Regions from separate parts of the Sus scrofa genome. Here region 2 is linked to region 1. The links are chromatin contacts, called in public Hi-C maps. All regions are on one chromosome and are shown on one strand. The core of a region is the stretch at or near the end of the contact, and the rest is flanking DNA. Distances in the headings are between cores, read along the strand shown. Region 1 holds the start of NKX2-4 (homeobox protein Nkx-2.4). Region 2 holds the start of NKX2-2 (homeobox protein Nkx-2.2).

Region 1 (3,762 bases), core at 431-2,930:
CAGGCAATTCCAGCGCAGGTGAAGATGAAGACCTAGCCCAAGTGTTTCAAGTTCAGGAAAGACCTGTAAGAGTAGCATCATGTTAAAATTGTAGCATATAAAATACAAAATTTAAAAATTTGTAGCCTAAGTGACATCTGCAAACAATCAATGGTACCTTGTCTTTTGTTCTTTCAGCATTTTAAAATACTAGTACTCTCCACACTTGCCTGGTTGACACTTTCTTCCCGTAGATGAATATTGGTCCCTTCCCTGCCCCATCCCCTGTGCCCAGAGTCTTTAGAAAACTTGCTGAAATGAACAAAACAATTTTTAAAACAATAAGACCAAAACCACGGAAGACACTCCAACCAAAGGGCTGAAACCAAACAAGGAGTAGGTAACTGTTCTTCCCTTCAAGACATGTGCCATTGGGTTTTATGTCCTATTAGGTTCAACTGGAATCGTTTTCATACACCGTGTTCTTTTTAAAACAATAAAATCTTGCTTAAGAAAGCACTCTCCTTGTTTTTCTTTTTGGTGTCCTGGTCAAGAAAACTTAAAAACTGCGTCTTTGTTTTTCTGTTTTAACTGAAGGGCTGTTTCAAAATTTAATCAATATGCTTTGCACACTTCTTTTGTCCTATTCTTTGTCGTGCTCAGTATTCAGTGGAAAGTTCACAATGTCTAAATTCTTCTTTGCTGTGCAGGTACATTTGCAAATCAAAGGCTGACAAAGTTTTTTTAAAAAATCACTTTATCTACAGTTGCATATTTTTCAAGAGAAATTACCATTTTCACCTGACCTCAGCATCCATTTCATATTCCTTGAGTAGTTTATGTTTTTCAAAGAACAATAAAAAGATGCATTTTGATTAGCTAGAAATATTTGGATTTTCTTTTTCTTCTTTTTTTCCTTTCACTGTAATGATATGCCAATAAACCCTAAGTTGGACACTTTTACTTGAGGCAGGGGCGCAGGAAAAAAAAACAAAGATAAAGAAACCTGTAAAGAACTTCACAGGTAAAAAATGAACAGGAAACATTGGAACAGATGAAAAAATGTACCCTGATTCCCTAATCCAACCTCCATCCCCACAGAGTAGAAACAGAATACTTACAAGTTAGCATCTGTGCATCTGTATCCCTGTGTGTTTTCTCTCATCTTTGGATTTGGATACTTTGAGCTAATTTGGAAGGGCCCGTTTGGCTGCCCACAAAATGATGCTTAAGAGTCTAAAGATGCATAAATTAGAAGCCCGACAATGGCAGAGAACGGTCATTGTACCTCAGCTCTTTATGCGCTCTTACGGTGGGACCCAAGAGCCTTTTTCTTTCTTTTCTTTTCTTTTTTTTTTTTTCCCTTTTCTTTTCTTTTTTAACACTTTAGTAGACGATGGAGCGAGTGAGAGGCTGGTAGCTGGAGAGGACTCGGCAAGCCCTGCATACCGCCCCCCCCGCACCCCCTACGCCGCCACCTCAATTATACTGGACTCTTCTACGAAGTTACTTTAGGAAACCTGGGGTCTGGATGGCCAGAGGTGCGGAGTCCTTCAGGTCAAGACTCAACGCCGGCCTCGGAGTTTTATTTCTGGGGCTCGAGGGCCGGGGTAACCGCTGGGATGGAGGCGGGGAAGGTCGGAGAAAGCAAAGGGGGTGGGGGTGATCTTTTCAAGAAACACCCAACTGCTCCCTTTACCTTTTCTGCCTCCACTATGGGGGGGCGGGGGGGGGCGAGAGAAAAAGATGTCAATGACCATTGTTTGCTCGTTTGGGATATTGCTCCGCCCCCCGAGTCTGTCGTAAACCTGGCGCCGGACTAAAATAAACCCCAGATCCCGCAGCTCTAGGGGCTCGCCGCGCCGCGACTCCTGGTCACAGGCGCTGCCGCCGTGGCCGAGGTGGCGGCGACGAGTGGCCGCCGCGTCCCGCCCGCGCCCGCCCCGGGCCCCCCTACCTGGCCGCCCGCCGAGCCATGTCGTTGAGCCCCAAGCACACGACGCCCTTCTCCGTGTCCGACATCCTGAGCCCCATCGAGGAGACCTACAAGAAGTTCGGCGGCGCCATGGATAGCGCGCCGCCCGGCCTGGGGGCGTCCCTGGGGGCCGCGGCCGCCGCCTACCGCGCGCCGCCGCCGGGTCCGTCCTCCCAGGCGGCGGCCGTGGCGGGCATGCAGCCCCCGCACGCCATGGCGGGCCACAACGCGGCGGCGGCGGCTGCGGCGGCGGCGGCGGCAGCGGCGGCGGCCGCCACCTACCACATGCCGCCAGGCGTCTCGCAGTTCCCGCACGGCGCCATGGGTGGCTACTGCAACGGCGGCCTGGGCAACATGGGCGAGCTGCCCGCCTACACGGACGGCATGCGGGGAGGCGCGGCTGCCGCGGCCACCGGCTGGTACGGCGCCAACCCGGACCCGCGCTACTCGTCAAGTGAGCGGGGCCAGGCGCGCGGGACGGAGGGCAGCGGACGGCGCGGGCTTTTCCTGCCACGGCGCGGGGCGCGGGGGGCGCTGGGACCTGGCCACGGGCGCGCGGGGCGCCCTGGAACTTTGCGCGCGCTGGGATCCCGCCGGGAGCGCGCGGGACGTCCTGGGACCCTGCACGCGCGCGGGGGTGGGGTGGGGGCGCTGGGACCCAGCTGGGGGAGTGTGGGGGGCGCCGGGCGTCCTGCGACCCCGGCCGCGGTCCGGTTGGCGTCGCGGCCGCCAGGGCGCAAGAAAAGCTGGGCGGAGGCTGACCGGGCTTCTCCTTGGGCCCCTCCCCAGTCTCCAGGTTCATGGGGCCGTCGGCGGGCGTGAACGTGACCGGCATGGGGTCGCTGACGGGCATCGCGGATGCCGCCAAGTCGCTGGCGCCCTTGCACGCGGCGGCGGCGGCGGCGGCGCCGCGCAGGAAGCGCCGCGTGCTCTTCTCGCAGGCGCAGGTCTACGAGCTGGAGCGGCGTTTCAAGCAGCAGAAGTACCTGTCGGCGCCCGAGCGCGAGCACCTGGCCAGCATGATCCACCTGACGCCCACGCAGGTCAAGATCTGGTTCCAGAATCACCGCTACAAGATGAAGCGGCAGGCCAAGGACAAGGCGGCGCAGCAGCTGCAGCAGGAGGCCGGCCTGGGCCCGCCGCCGCCACCGTCCCCGCGCCGCGTGGCCGTGCCGGTGCTGGTCAAGGACGGCAAGCCCTGCCAGAACGGGGCCGGCCCGCCGACGCCCGGCCAAGCCGGCCCGCAGCCGCCCGCGCCGACGCCCGCGCCCGAGCTGGAGGAGCTGTCTCCGAGCCCGCCCGCGCTGCATGGCCCGGGGGGCGGCCTGGCAGCCCTGGACGCGACCGCGGGGGACTTCGGCGGCGGCACGCTGGGCGCCAACCTGCTCTACGGCAGGACGTGGTGACCGCGCGTGCCGGCGGGGAGGCGCGCCGGGGCGGACTCCGCACGGCGGCCGAGTACGGACGCTCCCTGGAGAGGGGCAGGCTCCAGCCTCTCTGCCGGAGGTGGGACGGCGACCACCCCGGGATTGAATAATGAGTTTCACGCCCGGAGGCTTTGAGGTGGTGATTTCCTCCTTCTAGAAGTTCCTAAATTGTGTGAAAAGCCGGCTGAGTCCACATCCACCACGTCCCTAACCAAAGCTCTCGGAGTTTTAAACGTTGGAAGAAACTTCGTTGGTGTTTGTAGCTCTGCAGATCAACCCAGCTTTAACAATGAATTCTTGAAGTGGAACTTATCTTGGGAGATTAATTTTCGAAGCCCCCGCCCCCCTTAAGTGCAATTTCATTAATGTTTGATTGAAAGT
Region 2 (4,060 bases), core at 1,247-3,746, 78 kb before region 1:
CATTTTATGATCTTCCTCTAACAAGCAGAGTTTCTCCCCTTCAATTACGGGCCTCCCAGTGGTCTCCCTGCGCCTTTTCAATTGCAAATGTCAGCGCTTTGGAAGCGGACTCGGGAACTGCATGGGCTACCAAGCGCTGGGCAAAATGGATTTGAGGTCCCAGGAGGGAGACCCCGAGCACAGTGGATCAGACTCCATAGGGGGCTGAGCACCGCTGTGGGAGGCCAGGCAGAGGTCCCCTCCCACTCCCTCCCGGCACCGCTGGCTTCAAGGTCTGGGGCAGGAAAAGTACCTGAGGTGAGGGTGGAGGAGGGATCAGAGACCCAGAATGGCCTGCTCAGGCGGGGGTGTGTGGCCCCTTAAGTGCTCAGGGAAGGGACCCTTGCGACCTAAGGTGCGAATGAGGCCAAGGGGCTGGCCCTGGGCGGAGCCCCCCCCCCACCTCCGTGAACTGGGCCTGGGGCCTCCTTAGGGGCCATTGTCAGCGCCCCCTCTCCGGGATCAATTCCGGGGAGCCTGGACTCCCCTGTGGGAGAAGGGTTGTCTCCCGGGTGCTCTGCCCAACGAGCTGACTTGGGGGATTGGGGAGGGACCTAATCAACGTGAGGGAAGGGAGAATTTACCAGCTGGGTAGTTCCAAGGTAAGAAAGGAGCAGGCTCCAGGGATGGGTCCGGGGACACCCCTTCCAAAGATGGTTCAGGGGATATACAAAAGGGACACTTTTGCCAAAAGGGACCCAGGACCAAAAGGGGCCCAGGAATTGGCCTGGCCCAACCAGACTTACTTTTGGTCCTTCTCCATTGCGGATGCTGATCCCCAAGAGACAGCCCTCCCTTGGGACAGAGGAATAAGAGAGGGACCGGGATGATTATTTTTCTGCAAAGCTTGGGTTGAGGAACTTTTCCTCACCAGTTATTTATTTAGCAGCTGAGTAACAATGGCCAGGGCAGGCCAGACAGCCTCTGTTTCCAAACTGTGGGCCCCCGCCACGCCTGGAGACCCAACTTCCCTCCTCCAGGCTGCGCGGGGCAGGGAGCTCCCCAGTGAAGGGGGGGAGAGGGAGGCGCGGCAGAGGGAGGCTGGGAAAGGCAGACTGGAAAGAGAAAAGGGGAAAAAGCACGAAAAGTAATGGGTTCGAGGAACACGATTCAAACCACTTTCTAATTCTTGCAGGGAAAAAAGGGGGGAAGGAGGGGGAGAAAGGAGAAAAGGAAAAGTAGGAGGAGAAAGAGAGGAATGGGGAGCGTCGACATGAAGGGGTTTCCTTAATATTGTGGACGGATTCAGAAATGAATGAAGAGATAGTCCATTGAAAAGGGTTGAATGCCATGACAACTAGGAACAACCTTAGATTTATTCCAAACAGTTAGGACACATTGAAAGAGAGCGTCAATCATGTATTATTTCGCCACTGAAATAAATGCAAAAACCGAGCCGGGACAAAGGCTTCCAACGGGAGCGGGACATTTGTCTACATTTCGCTCATTGTCCGCAGCTTAGCAATCGGTTTGTATTTGTGTTTGCCCGGGTCCGACCACCCAGGACGCGCCGACGAGGGGCTCGCTCTAACCTGGGCCATTGTCACCCACGTCACATACTGGGGGCGAGGCAGCGAGGGCTGCAGAAAGCCGCCCAGCGGCTCGGGGAGAGGCGCCCTCGCCGGGCGCTGGCAACTCGGGGGCGACTGGGGCGCGGCGGCCGCAGCTGAGCCCGGGAAGGACAGGCGCCCGGGTGCTGCGCTCGGCCGGCGAGAAAGCGCCCCGGCGGAGGGCCAAGGGGGTGGCCAAACCCCAACTCCCGCGGCGGCCTTTCCCGCCCCTCCCCGCCCCCAGGCAAAGCACCGTCCCGAAGCTCCTCTGGGGCGGACGAGCATCAGGTAGCACCCCCCCCCAAATCTGGAAGGAGGGGTGGGCAGTGCGGCGTGGACTTGTCCTCGGCGGCTGGGAGGAGGAGGTGTGGTCCCGAGAAAGTTCAGTTCCCAGGCGGGCGAGGGGTGGGGACCTGCACACAAACCTCAGTCCAGCTAGGAAGCTGGGGTGCATCCCCAGAACGCGCCTCTGGGGCGTCCGAAAGGAATCGCGAGGATGAAGAAAACTCAGGAGAAATCGCCGCACCACCTCCCGCCCTAAGACCCCCTCCCCCGCGGTTTTCGGGGCCCTCACCCGGGCCGGAGACTGCGCCCCCGCCCCGTCAGCCCTCCCCTCTCGCTTCCCGCCGCTCCACTGCCGCCGGAGGCTGGAGAGGGAGGCATAATAGGGGGCAGGGAGGGCGCGGGGCCGTCTGCCCTTGCCTCCACCCGGAGAGGCGGCCCGCGGGGCTGGGAGGCAGCAGGGCCCTGGCCGAGCGCGGCCAGAGTGAGACCTCCCCACCCCCACCGCCCCTCCCCGGGCGCCCGCGTAGCAGAAAGTGAACTGCTCGGTCCTGCTCGGACGCTCAGGGCTGGAGGGGTAGAGGGGAGGCGAGGAGAAAGAAATAAATGTCTTTAGCAAATAAAGGGTGGCGGGGCGGGCGGGGGGGTCGATTGGTGGTGGCTCCGGCCAGCCCCGAGGCGATCCCTCTCCTGGGTTTCGGGCTCTTTCTGCGTTAACTAGAATCAATTACTTGCCTTGTCATTTCTAGTACTCATCCTTAAGCCTCAACCAAAATATTGACCTAGGAGGCTTACAGAAGTTGGGCTCTTGCCATTTGAACCGGATCTTGTTTAGGGAACCGCCAGCGATGGGAAGGAGAGATTTCCGCGGCTCAGCTTTCGCCCCCTCCCCCTTTTCCAAAGGCGCCACAAATCGCCAATTTTCCGGCTTGCTGGGGGCGGGCGCGCGGGGGCGGGGAGGGAGGAACCGGTGAATGTTAAGGAGGATTCTTTTTTCCTCTCCTCCTCCGGGTTTCTGTTTTGTTTTCTTTCCTCCTCCCCCGCTTTTTTTTTTTTTTTAAGATGCAATTTGTTAAAACGGCCCTTTCAAGTGTGTGGACTCGCGAGCGACGCGGTGGTCCTTTGTATGTAAATACTGGGTTAAAAAAAGGCTCGCCCCGTCTTTGCAATTAATTGACACGTTACACCTCTCATCTTGCTCTAGAGGGCCGTTGGCTGGGAGCGCGGAGCTCCCCAAAACCCACAATTTCACATCTGCAAATACAGTCTTCATCCACTTGACTTCCAAGACCCGCCCACACGTGTCCAACCTTTGCGTTTTAATGTCTCCCCCCTCCTTTTTTCCACCCTTCTCTCGCTCCCTCTCTCGCTCCCCCTCCCTCTCTCTCTCTCTCTCTCTCTTTCCCTCCCTCTCTTTCTCCCCCTCTTCCCCCCCTCTCCCCAGGTTCGTGAGTGGAGCCCAGCCTTATATGGACTGATCGCTCGGGCAATGGCCCATTTTTTCCTCGCCACCAGCCGCCACCGCGCGCCGAGCGGCCGCCGGAGCCGGAGCTGACGCCGCCTTGGCACCCCTCCTGGAGTTACAAACTCGGGCCCGGCCGGCGGCGCTCGGCGCGCAGGCCGCCCGACTCCCCGCGTCCATTTCCGAGTGCTTGCAGAGAAGACATAGGCAACGCGTTGGGCTTTTTTCTTTTTTTTTTTTCTTTTCCTCCCCACCCTTTCCCAGAGTTTCTTTCTCTTTCCTAAACATAATAATCTCAATAATTAAAGCCCATCCCCCCTCCCCTCCCCCAACCCCTCTCCCCATATCCCCTCCCCCGCCCCGACTGAGAGCGCCACGAATTGACCAAGTGAAGCTACAACTTTGCGGCATAAATTGCGGGGTCCCGGCCATGTCGCTGACCAACACGAAGACGGGGTTTTCGGTCAAGGACATCTTGGACCTGCCAGACACCAACGATGAGGAGGGCTCGGTGGCCGAAGGGCCCGAGGAGGAAAGTGAGGGGCGGGAGCCCGCCAAGAGGGCCGGGCCGCTGGGGCCGGGCGCCCTGGACACCGTGCAGAGCCTGCCCCTGAAAAACCCCTTCTACGACAGCAGCGACAACCCGTACACGCGCTGGCTGGCCAGCACCGAAGGTCTCCAGTACTCCCGTAAGTAGCGAAACTTGGCCGCGGCGGCTGTGACCGCC

The links. A called contact is a pair of places that touch in the nucleus more often than the background predicts.
Region 2: a contact with region 1 is called in a Hi-C map of epiblast stem cells, with 3 times the contacts expected there. The contact joins the promoter of NKX2-2 here to the promoter of NKX2-4 in region 1. A contact is called at or near these places in 3 of 47 Hi-C or Micro-C datasets (embryonic fibroblasts, epiblast stem cells and undifferentiated spermatogonia).

What each region holds. Positions count from the first base shown.
Region 1 is chr17:29,199,216-29,202,977 of Sscrofa11.1, reverse strand. NKX2-4 (homeobox protein Nkx-2.4) reads left to right here and starts at 1,680. Exons shown (of 2, transcript XM_021078193.1): 1 at 1,680-2,408; 2 at 2,744-3,762. The coding sequence starts at 1,955. The coding sequence ends at 3,360.
Region 2 is chr17:29,278,008-29,282,067 of Sscrofa11.1, reverse strand. NKX2-2 (homeobox protein Nkx-2.2) reads left to right here and starts at 2,496. Exons shown (of 3, transcript XM_021077994.1): 1 at 2,496-4,022. The coding sequence starts at 3,764.